Linked DNA regions of Mus musculus: region 1 is linked to region 2. The links are chromatin contacts, called in public HiChIP or PLAC-seq maps. All regions are on one chromosome and are shown on one strand. Each heading gives the region's core, a stretch centred on a gene start, on an enhancer-like site or on the middle of the called end of the contact. The rest is flanking DNA. Distances are from core to core; before and after follow the strand shown. Region 1 overlaps Ttf1 (transcription termination factor, RNA polymerase I). Region 2 holds the start of Ak8 (adenylate kinase 8).

The links. HiChIP or PLAC-seq counts read pairs in DNA pulled down with a chosen protein or histone mark.
Region 1: an H3K4me3 HiChIP or PLAC-seq map of embryonic stem cells shows a contact between it and region 2, with 9 read pairs. The contact joins the enhancer-like site here to the promoter of Ak8 in region 2. A contact is called at or near these places in 8 of 39 promoter capture datasets (the 3T3-L1 cell line, the C10 cell line, cranial neural crest and 5 more), 3 of 484 Hi-C or Micro-C datasets (DN3 thymocytes, the G1E-ER4 cell line and bone marrow-derived macrophages), 12 of 115 datasets of contacts at active chromatin or transcription factors (bone marrow-derived macrophages, embryonic basal ganglia, embryonic forebrain and 8 more) and 4 of 9 other capture datasets (adipose tissue, liver, macrophages and 1 more).

What each region holds. Positions count from the first base shown.
Region 1 is chr2:29,074,714-29,077,413 of GRCm38.p6, reverse strand. It overlaps Ttf1 (transcription termination factor, RNA polymerase I), which reads right to left. Exons shown (of 12, transcript NM_009442.2): 7 at 2,606-2,700. Among named protein-coding and RNA genes, the nearest start is that of Ttf1, 16 kb to the right of the region's middle. Within about 2 kb of position 1,438, at least 12 of the 459 cell types and tissues checked have an H3K27ac peak or open chromatin away from gene starts, as enhancers often do. A contact at or near this core is called in embryonic stem cells, where this site is marked.
Region 2 is chr2:28,698,795-28,701,537 of GRCm38.p6, reverse strand. Ak8 (adenylate kinase 8) reads right to left here and starts at 1,377. Exons shown (of 13, transcript NM_001033874.2): 1 at 1,264-1,377. The coding sequence starts at 1,347. It overlaps Spaca9 (sperm acrosome associated 9), which reads left to right and starts at 1,887. Exons shown (of 5, transcript NM_027283.1): 1 at 1,887-1,956.

The sequences.
Region 1 (2,700 bases), core at 189-2,688, 380 kb before region 2:
TGTTTGTGCAGGAATAGAAACCCTGACTAAGGCAGGTGGGAAGAGATTTACCCCAAATGCTTAGGAAAACTGAGAAGAGGTAACCAGCCATGTGGCACTCACAGAATAGACTAAGCAGGTTAACTAAGCTATGAGTTAGTTGGGGAAGAAGCCCAAGCTTATGGCCTCAACATCTAGTCGTATATAATTACATCTCAGAGCTCTTATTTTAGAACTGGGGCACAGGTGGAAAAGCCTGCAATTAAACAACTGTAACTTTAGTTTTAGGAACTCCAGTGCCCTCTTATGCCCTTAGAGGGCACCAAGCATGCATGTGGTACACAGACATATACGCAGGCAAAGCACTCAAACATACAAATAATAAATAAATCTAAAAACAAACAAATAACAAAACAGGTGGCTTTCTTGCTCCCATTGCTAGCTTCTGAACACCAATGCCAAGTTTGCTGAGAACTCACATGCTGACTCCTGGAGCCTGCAGCTTGGGGCTGGAGTTTGGGTTGCCAGTCTGTGTCCCATTGAGCACTGACAGTCAGAATACAGAACAGGAGTGCTCTCAAAGAGCACAGCTCAGTAGCAGCCTGACAGATCACTTCTACCGACACACTTTCCCTCACCTTCCCTCTCCCCTCCTTGCCTTCTGGTTTTCAATCAATGTCTTCCTCTGTGGGTCCGTCTTGGCCTTGAAAGGCCCTCTGCCCTTAAAAGGCCCTTTGCCTTCAGCCTCCTTAGTGATGGGATGGCAGGATTGTACTGTCATGCATAACACACACACACACACACACACACACACACACACACACACACGAGAGCTAACCCACACTGCTCTTCCCAAGCTCTACTTAGAGGCTGGGCCTGAGCTCATTTTGGGGGCTGAGGTGCCCTTTTCTCTCTTCATACTGAACACACCCTGCCCATCTCATGCTGGTTCTGCAGCAGCACAGTCAGACCTCCATCATTCCCCTTCCAACACTGACCCATCAGCCTCCAGCTGAGGCCCAGTCTACTCCCCTCTTCACCCTAAAATACGAGAAGAAAGGGTTCCAGTTCCTCCATACTTTACATACTTCCAACACTAGCTGTTCTCTGGAATTTCTGATAAACACACACTGGACTGGGAGCTTGGCTTAGTGCTGGAGTGCTTTTGTAGCTTGTGTTTGATCCCCAGAATAAAACTCAAACAAAGCACCCAATATCCCAAGCAGAGTTGAAAGTTGTGTGGACAGTGTGATGCATGGTCTTTTTTTTTTTTTTTTCCGAGACAGGGTTTCTCTGTATTGCCCTGGCTGTCCTGGAACTCACTTTGTAGACCAGGCTGGCCTCGAACTCAGAAATCCGCCTGCCTCTGCCTCCCAAGTGCTGGGATTAAAGGCGTGCGCCACTACACCCGGCTCGGCACAGTCTACTTTTAATGTAAAGTATTTACTGTAATGGATTTTACCCTCATTTGGAAGGTGTGGAGAGCTTCTGGGGCCACTTCTAGAAACTTGGCGGGAATTTGACATTGGGCCAGGACAAAAAAAAAAAAAAAAAAAAAACTCGGTGGGAATCGGACTTTGGGCTGGGACTCAGGAAATAGGCTCAGATTAAGAATATTTACATTTGAGTTAATGCAAAGCTCAGAGTGGGCTCAGCTGAGGCACGCATGGCATTCCTTTTGTCTTGGTCATCCCGAGTAGCTCCTAGAAATAGTGTTTCTGGGATTTTGTTTATTGCCTTGCTTGTTCCTTGTCCCAGAACTGATATCATTTTGCATGTACTTAAAGTGGTATAAAATCAGACTGAGAAAAAATAAGCCCCTTCAGCCTCAGAAGTGGCTGGGGTCATGCAATAGTGTTGTCTATTTCTTTCTTTTTAATCCTCGATCCCTCCCTGGAAAACCTGTTGGCTGACTGAGCTGGCTTGGTCAGTGAGATCATGGAGTGTTGTGGACAGTGTGGGCCAGACCATGAGGAACCACTGCTTCAGTCAAGCTGTAGCTGGACGTGCAGGCTCAATCCTCCAGGACTTTGGAAAGTGAGAGCAGGTAAGGAATATGCAGACAGAGGAACAGAACCTGCCTACCTAGCTCAGAGTATGACTACAACTACTGCGTTGCAGTGGAGCCCAGAGCAGCTGCTGATCTACAACTGTACAGACACAAGGCACTAACGTCCTTGGGTTTCTTTCTCAATTTCTGTCATTTGCTTCAGTCTTGCAGACTCTAACTTCTGGGTTGCTATTCAGCACACTATAAGGTATGGAGAAGCTGTTTTAATTTAAAAAAAAAAATTCTACCTGCCAACCTCAAGCTGTAGAAAGATGTAGTCAAGAGTCACACGTCCAGCTAGTCTACTACTCAGGCTGGTCCTGAGCTTGCGATCCTCTTGCCTCAACCTCTTGCATACTGGATTCACAGGTGTGCACCACCAAGCCAGTCTTTAAGTTCCAAAGGAGGAAGAAATAAACCCGAGCACAGAAGCTACTGCACACCGCACACTGTCAATCAAGGCACATTAGGAGAAGGAGGTGCAGGGGGTGCTGGAGTGTTCCTGATACTGCACTTCTTGCCCAGGCCATACAAATGAGAGCCCTACTGGGCGTACACAGGAAGCCTCACACTTACCACTTACTTTTGCACTGCATCCAGTTCCGGGTCTCCACTCTAGCTTCCACCTCCACCCAAGATATGCCCTTGTAGAGTTTTTCCCGGACAATTGA
Region 2 (2,743 bases), core at 128-2,627:
CAAGTCTAAGATTATTTGAAAATAAATGATAATAAGATAAAGTATTCTGGTTATCGCCCCACCAATCCAACAAGAAAGCAGGCCAGGATCATATATCACCCCTCTCGTGCCCCCAGATTTGCTGTTTTATTTGTGGCTGGCCACTCCTTGGTCTCCCCTCCATTAACACTTTCCAAAGGAGCTTGCTCAGTAGACTCAGGCTCCTTGGCCTGGGCTCATGTGCCAGCACGGTGTCCCCCTCCTTCTCTCTCTCTCTCTGTCTGTGTGTGTGTGTGTGTGTGTGTGTGTGCGCACGTGTGCGCGTGTGCATGCTAGGCTTGCAGTATAGGGTACTAGAAACTGAGCTCTAGTTTGCCTGCGGCCCCCAGAATCACTGACTGTTAGACAGCTCATCGGTCCAGCCCCTAAAAGTCACTTTCACCTCTGGAGAGCACAAGTCAAAAACTGGAGCACACATAGATGGGGATATGGTTTGGCTGAAGGCCACAGTTGCCTGGGAACCAGGACAAGCTGGGAGCTAGTATAAGGGATGAGGGACGAGGGCTTTCAAAAGGCCAATTCTGAGGATAGAGGCTATGTAGAAAATATGCTGCCCCAGAGGAGACCACCTGGATAGGGATGCCATCTAAAACTTATACGGTCCCCTACTTGTCCTAACAGGGTCAAAGACACCCTCATGAGACAAAACACATGTGTCTTTTGCCTGACGGCTGAGACAATCGGTTTGGTCCTGGGAACTGGAATTTCCCAGGAACCTCATGCCAGGAGAAGGAAAAGGCTGGCACCAGCCAGAGGGGCGGGTCTCCTGGGAAGTTTTCCTCCAACTTGTCAGACCACCTTGCAGGAGGGAGTGGAACGGAGACAGATATGGGTCAGTGAGGTGCGGGATCACACTAGACTTGTGTGGACCCCAAAACTAGCCCCGGGAAGCAGGTCACTGAACTTCTTGAACGTGTTCCTCCTTCCATTGTGGTCACAGGAAATAAGCCTTTCTCTGACTTTTTCTTTTTTTCTGTTGCTTATCTCTTTAACTGGTCTTGGAGTGAGGTGGGTGAGCCTAGCTTGTTAGGGCTTCCAAGGCCCAGCTTAGGTAAGACTCAGGGCTCAGGAACCGGCTGAGGTTTCCCATACAATGCCAGAAGAGGCCCTGGAGACTACTGCGCCATTTCACAGGTGGGGAAACTGAGGAAAGGGATTTCCCCCCAGACCATGCTGCCGGCCCGGCCCGGTAGCCGTATTCCCTATCCTCGGGCGCCTGATCACCTGCATCATCTCGAAAATGTAGTAGTCTTCCCCGTACTGAGGCATTTCCGGGGGAATGCGATGAGGGGCTGTGGTTGCATCCATGTTTCCGACAGCGCTCCGCTCCTTAGTAACGGCGTTGCTGGGACGCCAAGCTATGCGTCATCGGTGAGCGCCTCAGCTGGGGCGAGTCCTGGTCCCGGATTCCATCCACCGAGGTCCTGATCTGCAGTCGGCTCTCCCTCCCCAGGGCCACAAAGCAAACCCCAGAACGCCTGTGGAGCTACAGAGCAATGGGGGATCGGATGACAGAATAAATCCTGCTTCTGGTGTAGCCAACTGTGCGGATCTGGGCGCTGGAAGCTGACCCTGCTCCCTGGATCTCAGTTTCCCCATCTTTAAATGAAAGACGCTGGGGCAGACGTGGGACCGGTTTCTACAGGAGGAAAAGTCATATGCGCCCAGATCATATGGGGGTGGGGGTGGGGGGAAACTGGGCGGGTCTCCTGGTTTGGGCGGCCGGCCGAGTCATGTGACCGGGTTGCCATAGCACCTGTGGTCACAATCGGCCAAGCCTGCCTGGCCTCTATGGCCTCGACCCCGCCCACGCCCATTTCCTGAGGGGCCTTCCCGCCCTCGGGGCCGCACACCCACGGAGGCACTGCAAGCTTCTGGGCACTCTGTGAGGCGAAGGCCAGTCCAAGTCAAACCAGGGTAAAGGGGGATGGAGCGCCGGCGACGAGCTGGGTCGAAAACACTATGGGAGTGGGGGAGAAAGAGGTGGAGGTGTCCTGGCCTAGGGGGAGGAAAGCTGCGTGTAGCTGTGGAAGAGGCAAGGGTGGCATCGTGGAGGAAGGACTCTGTGTAGTAACCCAGAGGGAGGTACACACAGCCTACGATGATAGCCACAAGTCCAACTCTAGATGTTGTAAATTTGACAGATTTACAGTGAGCCTAAGTTTCTACCCTGAGCAGTGGGGAACACTCAGGCATTCCTCCCACAACTACCCTGAAGTCCCCGACAGTGACTGGCCTATAGGGAGTGGACAGTGTGGGTACATAGTGATATCTCACTTAATCTTTAGACTAATCTTAATCTCACCTCACTTTGGACAACAATCGTTCCTGTCTCACAAGTTTTATCTTTATGTATTAATGTGTATAAGGGTGGGACAGAGGAAGAGCAGAGGCTGGGAAAGGGACTTTGGAACCCTGGAGCCAGAGTTGCAAGCAGTGAGCCAATAGATCTAGGTGCTGAGAACTAAACCCAGGCCCTCTGGAAGAGCAGCAAGTGCTGGGGACCGAGTCACTCCTGCTCCTGTAGCTCACCTGTTTGCATGGGTCAAGCTGGAGGAGCTCTCAGGGGCTCCGGGGGCCACAGCACCAGGCAGTGTCAAGTCAGATGAAAACCTTCTGCTCCGAAGACAGACAAGACACTGCAGAATAAGACAGGCCAGAGGAGTTAGCTGGTGGCTTTGGGCAAGTCATTTCCTCTTTCTGG